Linked DNA regions of Mustela erminea: region 1 is linked to region 2. The links are chromatin contacts, called in public Hi-C maps. All regions are on one chromosome and are shown on one strand. Each heading gives the region's core, a stretch centred on a gene start, on an enhancer-like site or on the middle of the called end of the contact. The rest is flanking DNA. Distances are from core to core; before and after follow the strand shown.

Region 1 (4,933 bases), core at 2,152-4,651, 720 kb after region 2:
AGCACCACAGCTGTTCTCATTTGTCTCTATATTCTTCTAGGCCCTGTTTGCGCAGAACACGTCTCAGCATTGTAATTACAATGCTTGCACTCGCTGGCTTCATGTTACATCATCAACATTTTCCTAAACGTCTGGTGCTGTCATTGACAGCATTTGCCACCTTTTGCTTAACTATTTCCTTATTGTGGACTATCTGAGTTTTCTTTTCCATTCATTCATTCATTCATTCATTCATTCATTCAGGAAGCAGTTCTGCCAGGCACCAGACTAGGCCCAAGGGTAGAGTGGTCAGCAAGAACGACATGCTCCTTACTGCGGGCACTTGGGCTCTGGCCAGCAAGAGAGGCCACTACAAACAAGCAAACAAGCGAGACTCCCACTGTAAGCTGTGGTGAGTGCTGGGAAGGAAAAGGAGGGAACTACGGGAGGGATCCACTTTGTGACATAGTTTTATATTTTTGAGAGGTCGTCCGGGTGCCTCAGTCTAACCTGCTACTTGCTCCTTGGCAGCTGTAACTGAGGCTTCTCTTTGAGGAGTCGCTCTTGGGGTTGGATTTTCCACTAACACAGTTTCATGAGGAGTCAGAGCTCATGGAAGTGTTCGGAGATCTGACAATGAAATCCAGTGAGCCTTCTTTCCTGTTCTCCCTCCCTCTAAGGCTAGTGTTTCAACCAGTGTGGTCCCAAAGAGACTTGCAATTAGCCACTGCTCAAATCTACATGCACTGTGCCTTTTCCTTACCCCCTTCCCAGTATAGGACTCCCAGTATAGCCCTGGGAGCCTTTGAACCAATTGCCAAAGGCGCCCCCTTCCAGAGGACAAAACCTCAATGACTGAGCCTTGGGGGTGCAGAGCACAAGTTGGATTTCAGCCCTTTTGAGGCTGCTTGGATCACCTGCATGACTGCACATGGCAGCCGTGCCCACAGCCTCTGGAATGCCAACCCCACGTACCTTCTATCTCTCTGATTGTCACTCCATCATGACAATGTATTTCATCTCTTATAGGAAGTCTTATCTAGCTTTCTAGTTCACAGTAAATTTTCCATTCCTTGAACTCCTGAATAATTTTTTTACTCCTTGCCTTATTTGCACTTAATTGTACACTGCCTTCTGATTCTTCCTGTTTTTCTCACTTGCATCACTATTTCATCTGATGAGGGATGATTTAGATTGAGAAATCAGAGATATCTCTGTAGATGTATCATTTATACTAAATGCTGAAGGAGCAGTCGGCAAGAGTTCTAGAGAAAAGTGTTCTAGGCAGAGGGAAGGGCATGTGCAAAGGCCCTGAGGCAGAAGGTTTTTGAGATGCAAGGCCAAATGAATATGAGTATCTCTGCATGGAATGGACTTTACAGATTTGGGAAATGAAGTGGAAAACAACTATTAAAGTATGCATTCTCACTACTTTCTGAGGACCTCTTTGTTCTAACCCCTGGAAAGGACATATAGAGATGAATCAGACCAGGCTACACATGTTCCTTCTTAGACTAATGGAGGAGGCTAAGATGGTTTCTATGTAGTGTGACAGACATACCATGGTAGAGGGTTATCATGTATGTCAGTAGAGGGATAGAGAGAGTAACTATTTCTGTTTGTGGGCACTGAGGAAAGCTTATCCAAGATGGAGACATCTGAGTGAGATCTGATGTAGGGCGACCCATGGAGGCTGGTGCATGGTCCAGGCTAAAGGCTTGGACTGGAACAATGATAATAAGGATGGACAAGAGAGGAAAGAGGAGAGAGACATTTCAGTGTAAAACCTGTAAGACTTGGAGATGGACTGGTTTTAGGAGGCCAGGGAGAGGAATAAGTTAAGGCGCTGCAATTTTGGCATGGATGACTGAAGAAAGGCGGTACCTCTCGATGAGATCGGGGTTGGAGGAGAAGAGACAGCATTTGAGGAGGGTGGTTGGTTGGTGGAGAGACAATGGGGAAGGGCGAGGGCTTTTCTTTGGTACCACGGACAGCTCCAAGGATCTCCCCAGGACTTGACATAGGCTAGATCAAATGGTTGAGGCGAGATGCCTTAGCACCAGCAAAGGAGCTAATTTAATATACAGACTCCCAGTCCCACCCAAATATTCTGTGTCAAAATCCCTGGGGTTGGGGTTCAGGAAGCTGCTTTCTAAATAAGCACCCCAGATAACTCAGATACAGGTTATACTTAAACACTGAAACAAACCACGGTGGCCGCCAGAGGAAGAGATGAGAGCGCCCTCTGCTGCTAAAAGGACGTTTGGACCTCTTGAGTTTATGACTGGTGCATTTTAAGGCAGTTTATTTAGGAAGGGAATCCCAAAGCCAAAACAAAGAAACAAGAGACCAGAGAATATGAGTGAGAAAGAGGGGCCACCTGTGTGCAGTTACGGTTAATGTCTTCAGTCTGGGGGTGCTGTTACACCTTCCCAACTGCATTCCCTCAAAAAAAAAAATGTGGCTCCCTAAGGCAAGAGGAGAGAACCCTCGCCTTGGATTGGCTTTAAAAGTATATTTCATCCCAAAAGAAATGAAAGCAGGGACTTGAAAAGGTATTTGTGTACCCGTGCTCCTAGCAACATTATTCTCCACAGCCAACAGGTGGAAGCGATCCAAATGTCCATTGACGGATGAATGGGTAGAGAAACTGTGGTGGATTCATGAGCAAAACATTATCCAGTCTTAAAAAGGAAGGACATTCTGAGATATGCTACAACGTGGATGAACCCTGAAGGCATTATGCTGAGTGAAATTAGCCAGACACAGAGGGACAAATATTGTATGATTCCACTTGTATGTAATGAGGTCCCTGGAGGAGTCAAATTCATGGAGAGAAAGTAGAGTGGTGGTTGCCAGGAGCTGGGGGGAGGAAGGATGGGGAGTTATGGCTTAATGAGTACAGAGTTCCATTTGGAGAAGGTGAAAAAGCTCCAGAAATGGGTGTTGGTGATGGTTTTTACACACTCGTGTGAACTCACTTAATGCTATCGAATGGCACGCCTAAAAAAAGGTTAAAATGGCAACTTTTATGTTTATTTTTCCACAATAAAAAAAGGGACATAATAAGAAAAGCGGTGTTAATGCCCTCCACTTGACGGGGAATGCGTAGGGCTTCTCCATCCCATGCGGCGCTGAGAGCAGGGAAAGATGCCTCCCTTCTCCGTCTGGGGCTCTCCCAGGCCCAGCAGGTGCTTCTTTCAGCGGATACCTGCTCCCCCAGGGCCTGGACCGGTCCCGGCCAGCATCAGACTGAGGTGCTTCCAGATAGTGGAGTTCCCTCCCCGCAACGAGGTCCTGCCTCCTTCTTCCGAGGTTGTTATTCCAGCGACTGTGTAGCGGGGTGGGGGAAAGCGGGTCTCTTGTTTGAGATCCTCCGCAGCCCCCGGACTCAGCCAGGCGGCTTTCCGCCCTCTTCCAAGATGGCCGCCCGCGCCTCTGTGACAGGCCTGATCACGTGGGCGCCGCCGCCTATGAGGTCGCCGCGGCTCCGGCCGCGATTGTCCCTTCCCGGGCCCCGTCCCGAGGAGGTGCCCGCCCTTGTCAACCAAAGCCTGAGCGATCATGGCAACGGGCTCTGGAGGGGAGCGCGTGGCCGCGGCGGCAGTTTGGTCGCGGGCCGGGACGGCCGAGCGGCGGCGGCGGCGGTGGCACTGGCGCTGGTACCGGCCCTGAGCGCCATGCAGCGGGGCAGCTCCGAGAGGGAGTTGGCGGCCGGCTGGGAGGCGGAGGCGGTGGCCGTGGCCGAAGCGCCGGCGGCGGCTGCGGGGGAGCCGGTCGGCGTGGACTCCGGCGCGGCCGGGGAGCCGGAGCGCAAGGCGGCGGAGGAGCAGTCCAAGGAGCGCGCCCGGGCGCAGCCCCGCGCGGCCGAGGAGGGGGACGCCCTGGTGACCCCGCGGCCGCCGCCCACGCTGCCCCTGGCGAAGCCGCAGCCGGCGCGGGTGCGGGGCCTCTGCCCGCACCGGAAGCCCCGGAGCAAGGGCCGGGGCTGCCGGCGGAGCTCGGGCCGCTCGGCGGACGAATACTGCTCCCAGCGGCCGGTCACCGTGGACAGCTCCAAGGCCAGGACCTCCCTGGACGCCCTGAAGATCAGCATCCGCCAGCTCAAGTGGAAGGAGGTGAGGCCCGGCCCGGCCGCGTGGGCACGGGGGGAGGGTGCACTGTTCGTCCTCAGAGGACCTGTCACGGCCCAGGGCTAAGGGCTGAGGGCTGAGGGCTGAGGGCTGAGCTCCTGTTGAGCACCAGGCTCCCAAGTGCTCATCCTTCAAGGCCTAGCCGCCAAAGTCACTTCCTCCCGAAGACTTGAAGCCCGCTCCGGGTCAAGTTAGTCACTCCTTCCCCTGGCTCCCCTAACACTACGGCTCTGGCTTCTAACCATCAGCGCTCACCCGCCCCAGACGCCAGCACTCCCCTACATTGTAGATCTTAGCTTCTGTGTCTGTCTCCTCCACCAGCTTTGGGTCTTCGGGGCCCGGGACCCTCTCTGTCACTTCATTCACGTTCTCATGGTACAGCACTTCCTGTGCGGCGGTTGAGGAGTTGGTACTTTGGAGGCAGACAGACTTAGGGTCTCAGCACACCCTGCCACTTAGGTATGCGACTTCGAGGAGCAAGTTGTTTCACCTCTTAAGCCTGTTTCCTTCCTGTAAAGTGAAGCCAATAATCTGTCTCCTATCAGCGTTAGAGGACTCTGCTTATTGTAGCGTGGCACAAGTGTGCAATAAATGGTAACTCATCCCACCACCTTCTCCTCTCCCTCTTCCTCCATCGCTGTCACCGCCACCAGCATCATCATCAGGGCAGGACCTGTATTTTACATTCTAGGCCTTGGCATATAGTGCGTGTCAGTAAGTGGTGGATGCCCGGGTGAGTGAAGGGATGGGTTATTCATCCCTGAACACATTTTCGACCTGGCGGGGGCTGGGACACAGAGGGCTGCCTGTTGCAGTTGGCT
Region 2 (4,994 bases), core at 2,420-4,919:
CACCTTAAGAACTATAAATTACATGTGGTATTCCTATTAGACAGAAATGTCATTGTCCAAACCATCCCCAAATTCTGCTACGTTGAGCAGTCCTGTTGAATATCGCTAGGTAACTAACTCACATAGACATACTCCTGACAGATGTCAAACTATATTCCCAACAAGGACACCACTAGATACATCCCTCAGTCATATATACCCAAGAGAGTGAATATATTAAGAGACATAAATGAAAATCAGCCTTAAAACTGTACCAGAAGTGGGGGAGCCTGGGTGGCTCAGTGGGTTAAGCCTCTGCCTTCAGCTCAGGTCATGATCTCAGGGTCTTGGGATGGAGCCCCACATCAGGCTCTCCGCTCGGCAGGGAGCCTGCTTCCCCCTCTCTCTGCCTGCTGCTCTGCCTACCTGTGATCTCTCTCTGTCAAATAAACAAATAAACCTTGAAAAAAAAAAAAACTGTACCAGAAGGGACAATTTCAGATAGTATTAACTCCAAAGATTTTCTTTGAAAAAGAGAGAGAGATTGAGAGAGAAAGCACAAGCAGGGTAGGGAGGAGCCAAGGCAGAGGAAGAGAGAGACTTCCAAGCAGGCTCCATGCCTAGTGCAGAGTGGGACATGGGGCTGATCCCAGGACACTGAGATATAACCCAAGCCATAATCAAGAGTCAGATGTTTAACCAACCGAGACACCTCCCAAAATTATCCTTTAGAACTCTAGAACATACCAAGTTCTATATAAAAAGTCTGCCTTCCAGTCCTTACTCACTTCTGCCCCTTGAAGATAATCATTCTGTTTCTTACATATTCTTTAATGTTTTTCTTTGAGCAAATATAAGCAAATAACATCATTTGTCTATATATATATTTTCTAAAGGTTTTATTTATTTATTTGTCAGAGAGAGAGTACAGGCAGACAAAGTGGCAGAGGGAGAAGGAGGCTCCCTGCAGAGCAAGGAGCCTGATGTGGGACTCAATCCCAGGACGCTGGGACCATGACCCGAGCCAAAAACAGAGGCTTAACCAACTGAGCCACCCAGGCGTCCCTATTTGTATATATAGTTTATGCAGAAGGCAGGAAACTAATACGTAATGCTCTCCACCAACTTGCATTTTTTTTTTTAAACTAAATACTACGTTCATGCAAGTATATAGAAAGGATGAATTTCCAGCAGTGGAATTTCTGAGCTAAAAAAATATTAAATCTTTAAAAGTATTTTTTATAGTTTGTTGATTCTCTCTAATGTTCAAACAGCAAATATATAATTCACAAGGTATTTATATTTTTTATACTATTGAATACCTTGAGCCAGATTCTTCTGAAAACTTTAGTCAGTCATTCACTGTTCCCTAAGTTCTTTTTAAAATTAACACATAGTATATTATTAGTTTCAGAGGTAGAGAATTCAGTGATTCATCAGTCTTATCTAATACCCAGTGCTCATTATATCACATGCCGTCCTCAATGTCTATCACCCAATGACCCATCCCCACCCACACCCCCCTCCTCTCCAGGGACCCTCAGTTTGTTTCCTATGATTAAGAGTAAAGGTATATATTTTTGTATTATTGACTAATGTATCTCATATGTAAGAGTTGTATCAATTTACACCTCACCTGCAATGTATTCCCCATACTCTTGCTGTTATCAAACTTTCTGATTTTTAACAATTTGAATGGTGGTAAATGGTATCTGAGCGGATTTTTTCTTTTGGAGATAAGAACCGGGAAAGCATATTAGCAGGCTGTAGAAAGCAAGTTTGTATTTGCAGGGGAGACTGAGGGGAGGTCATTGCCAGAAGAGTCCTTTACTAAGCTGGAGGAGCAGAAGCCACTGCGGCAGTGAGACATTTAATAGGTACAGATGCAGGAGGTTGTTGGTAGGTTTTGAGGGTGGACACAAGTACAAGTCTCTTTTGATTGCTTCTGATTGTTTTGTTTTTTTGAGGTGTCTTCAGCTCCTGACTGCTTCTGTTTTTTAGGTGAAATAAGAACCAAGGTCATAAACTGAACCAGGAGAGGGGAGAGAGCACTGAGGATTTGAGAAAAGAGATGTGAATTGCTCCTTTCAGTGAATGGGAGGGTAACCTGCCCAGGGAAACAAGGATCCTTGGGTAGCACTGAGGATTACAGCCTTCAATTTAAAGTGAAAAAGAAAATTTTTTTTTTAAAAAAAGATTTTATTTATTTATTTGTCAGAGAGAGAGCGAGCGAGAGCGAGCACAGGCATACAGAGTGGAAGGCAGAGTCAGAGGGAGAAGCAGGCTCCCTGCAGAGCAAGGAGCCCGATGTGGGACTCGATCCCAGGACGCTGGGATCATGACCTGAGCCGAAGGCAGTTGCTTAACCAACTGAGCCACCCAGGCGTCCCAAAGAAAAATTTTTTTGGTTAAAATTTTATTTACTTATTTATTTGAGAGAGAGAAAGAGAGAGAGTGGGAGAGCAAACCCGGGGGAGCTGCAGAGGGAGAGAGAGAAGTAAGTAGAGGGAGAGGGAGAAGCAGGCTCCCTGCTAAGGAGGAAGCCCAGGAGGGTGATCCCAGGATCCTGGGATCATGACCTGAACCAAATGAGCCACCCAGGTGCCCTCAAATTTTGAAGGACAAAGCACTACCAGGGATGAAGAAGATCCTTGCTTCCGGGAGATGTCAGAAAAACAATTAAAAGCAAATACACTCATGTAGCATTCATTTAACAGGTATTAATGGGGAATCTGCCTCACAGAAGCTCGGTTGCTGGGTTCTGGCTTGTCACCTAGGGCAGATCACAATCATCCTCCGGCTGGCTGCCGTTCAACACACAAATCTGATTACGTTAAGATGATTCACTCTGCAAACAAAAACACCAAAGTCACCATAAGGTCTCCATAGGATGAACTGTTCTTAAATTTGGGGAGCGAAGTTCTCACTCTTGATAGCCTGAACCAACAGCTTCTTAGGAAAATGCGCATATATACCAATTTCCAGACAATTTGCAGGACCACAAGTTGAGGATCTCTCCCTCAAATTAGGAGCCCTATTTTAGAGTGTATTGTTTTAGGGTTATTTTGGATGATTCAGTTTGTACAAAGCTTTCTATGAATTACTTTATGGCTGTGTATTGGACACTTAATAAGGACTCAATTTGAAATCATTTTAGATTTTTTAAAAAGTTGCAAAAGTAACATGGACTTCTATATTCTTCACCCTGAATAGTCGAAGGTTAACATCTTACATAACCATAGTACAATTATCAATACTGCTGATACACTATTATTGTTAATAAACCTTATTTCATCAGTTGTCCCGTTCATGTCCTTTTTCCGTTCCAGGATCCAATTCAGAAATTCACCAGCGTGGTCAGGGTCCTGGCTTTTTTTCTTTCCTTTTTTTTGTTAATGCAAGTCTGTGTGTTTTGGGTCAAAATACTTTACGTCTCTGAGTCTGTCTTGTTTTAAGGGCCGCGATGTGATTAAGAAGCAATAAGAAACACAAGTGGAATGGTTTCAGAAATGTCAAAGATAACTAAACAAACTTTTCTTGGTATTATAAACTAGGTACGTACAAGGTAACTTTTCTTTTAAATTAAAACAAAGCCGACTGAAGAGTACTACCGACGTCGAGGTGTTTTGTCCCAAAGAAGGACCCGTAGCGTTTCCCTCAGCCCCGGAGGAGGCCTTCCCTAATTGGGCAGCGTGCGTCCGCCCGACCACAGGAAGGCCGCCTCATTGGTTCGCGCAGTCGGGACTCCGGCGGCTTTTCTCTTAGAGCTCAAGGCGCTGACCCACTTCTCTTCCTCCAACCCAGCGTGTCCTTCCTTCCGAAGTGCCCAGAGCTGCCGGCCCGAAAGGATCCGGACTGAGCTAGGCGGGGTAACTGCACTGAGGTCAGTCGGCAAGAAGCGGCGGGCATGGACACGGGTGGGAGGTGATGTCTGCGCGCCCCTCGGCCCCTACGGCCGCCGCGATTCCCATGCTCCGCCCCCCCTTCTCTGGTCCCACCTCCATTAGGTTCCCCCAAAAGTTCCGCGCGCCCCTCTGCCGCCCTTCCGCTGGCCCCACCCTCACCTCCCCCTGCGACCCCGCCTCTTCCACCCGCCCTTCCGCTTTTCTCAGCCCCACCCCCGATTCCTCCCCTCAGGAGCCCCGCCCTCTCCGCCGGCCCCGCCTTCTCCGGGAGCATCTCCACGGGCCCCGCCCTAGCCGCGTCCTCTTCAGAGGCCCCGCCCTCACCGAGCGCACCCCTGGCCAGTCTCTCCGCCCATCCTGTGCAGTCCGAACCGCTCCTCGTCTCTTTTAAGTTTGGTTCTGGCCCCCCGCGGCCCCTCCTCACCCCCAGACCCCCGTATATGCACGTTTCTTTCCATCAGCCCTGCCTTCTGTGCACATTCCCTGTCTGACTACTGGGGTCTCGCGTTCCCGCGCCGAACCGGACTGCGTCCGGCTGTGCTTAGTGAATGGTGCGGAGACCTTGCGCTGGACCTTGGACGCCCCTGCTTTCAGCAACCCCTTGCCTCGTGGGAGAGCCACGCTGTATTGGAGTTTGACAGGCCCTCCCTTCCTCTAATGAAGGAAGCATGTTTGCGATGCTTAGAGGAGGGACTCAAGTTGTCACCATGACTTCTGGAAGGGCAAGCTGGCCTCTGAGGAGCTGAGCAGTACCTTTCTCCCCAGGTGCCCTTGGCATCTTCTGTTGCAGAGTCTTGGCTCCAACCATTGCCTTTTGAACTCTTGGGAATTAGTAGGATCTTGTCAGGGCCCTTCTTTTAACCAGAGTTGGTAGGGCTTTCAGAGCGCATCCATCCACAGGGTCACTGAGCTCTTCAAGGAAGTTGAAGGCAAGGGGACAGATGAGTGATTGACCTAGACCAACAGTGACTCTGCGTCATACTCTTGATGCTGCTCTTTGGAGTTTTTCCTGAGGAATCTGACCCAGTTTACAATTACCCAGCAGTCGTAGTCGATTAGGAAATCCTAAAAGTATGTGTAGGTGAAACCTCTAGTCAGTAAGTAGATTCC

Evidence for each region. A called contact is a pair of places that touch in the nucleus more often than the background predicts.
Region 1: a Hi-C map of spleen shows a contact between it and region 2, with 4 times the contacts expected there. The contact joins the promoter of TTLL11 here to the promoter of PDCL in region 2. A contact is called at or near these places in 2 of 3 Hi-C or Micro-C datasets (fibroblasts and spleen).

What each region holds. Positions count from the first base shown.
Region 1 is chr12:12,487,841-12,492,773 of mMusErm1.Pri, forward strand. TTLL11 (tubulin polyglutamylase TTLL11) reads left to right here and starts at 3,402. Exons shown (of 9, transcript XM_032306850.1): 1 at 3,402-4,097. The coding sequence starts at 3,402.
Region 2 is chr12:11,769,511-11,774,504 of mMusErm1.Pri, forward strand. It overlaps PDCL (phosducin-like protein), which reads left to right and starts at 3,670. Exons shown (of 4, transcript XM_032307976.1): 1 at 3,670-3,862.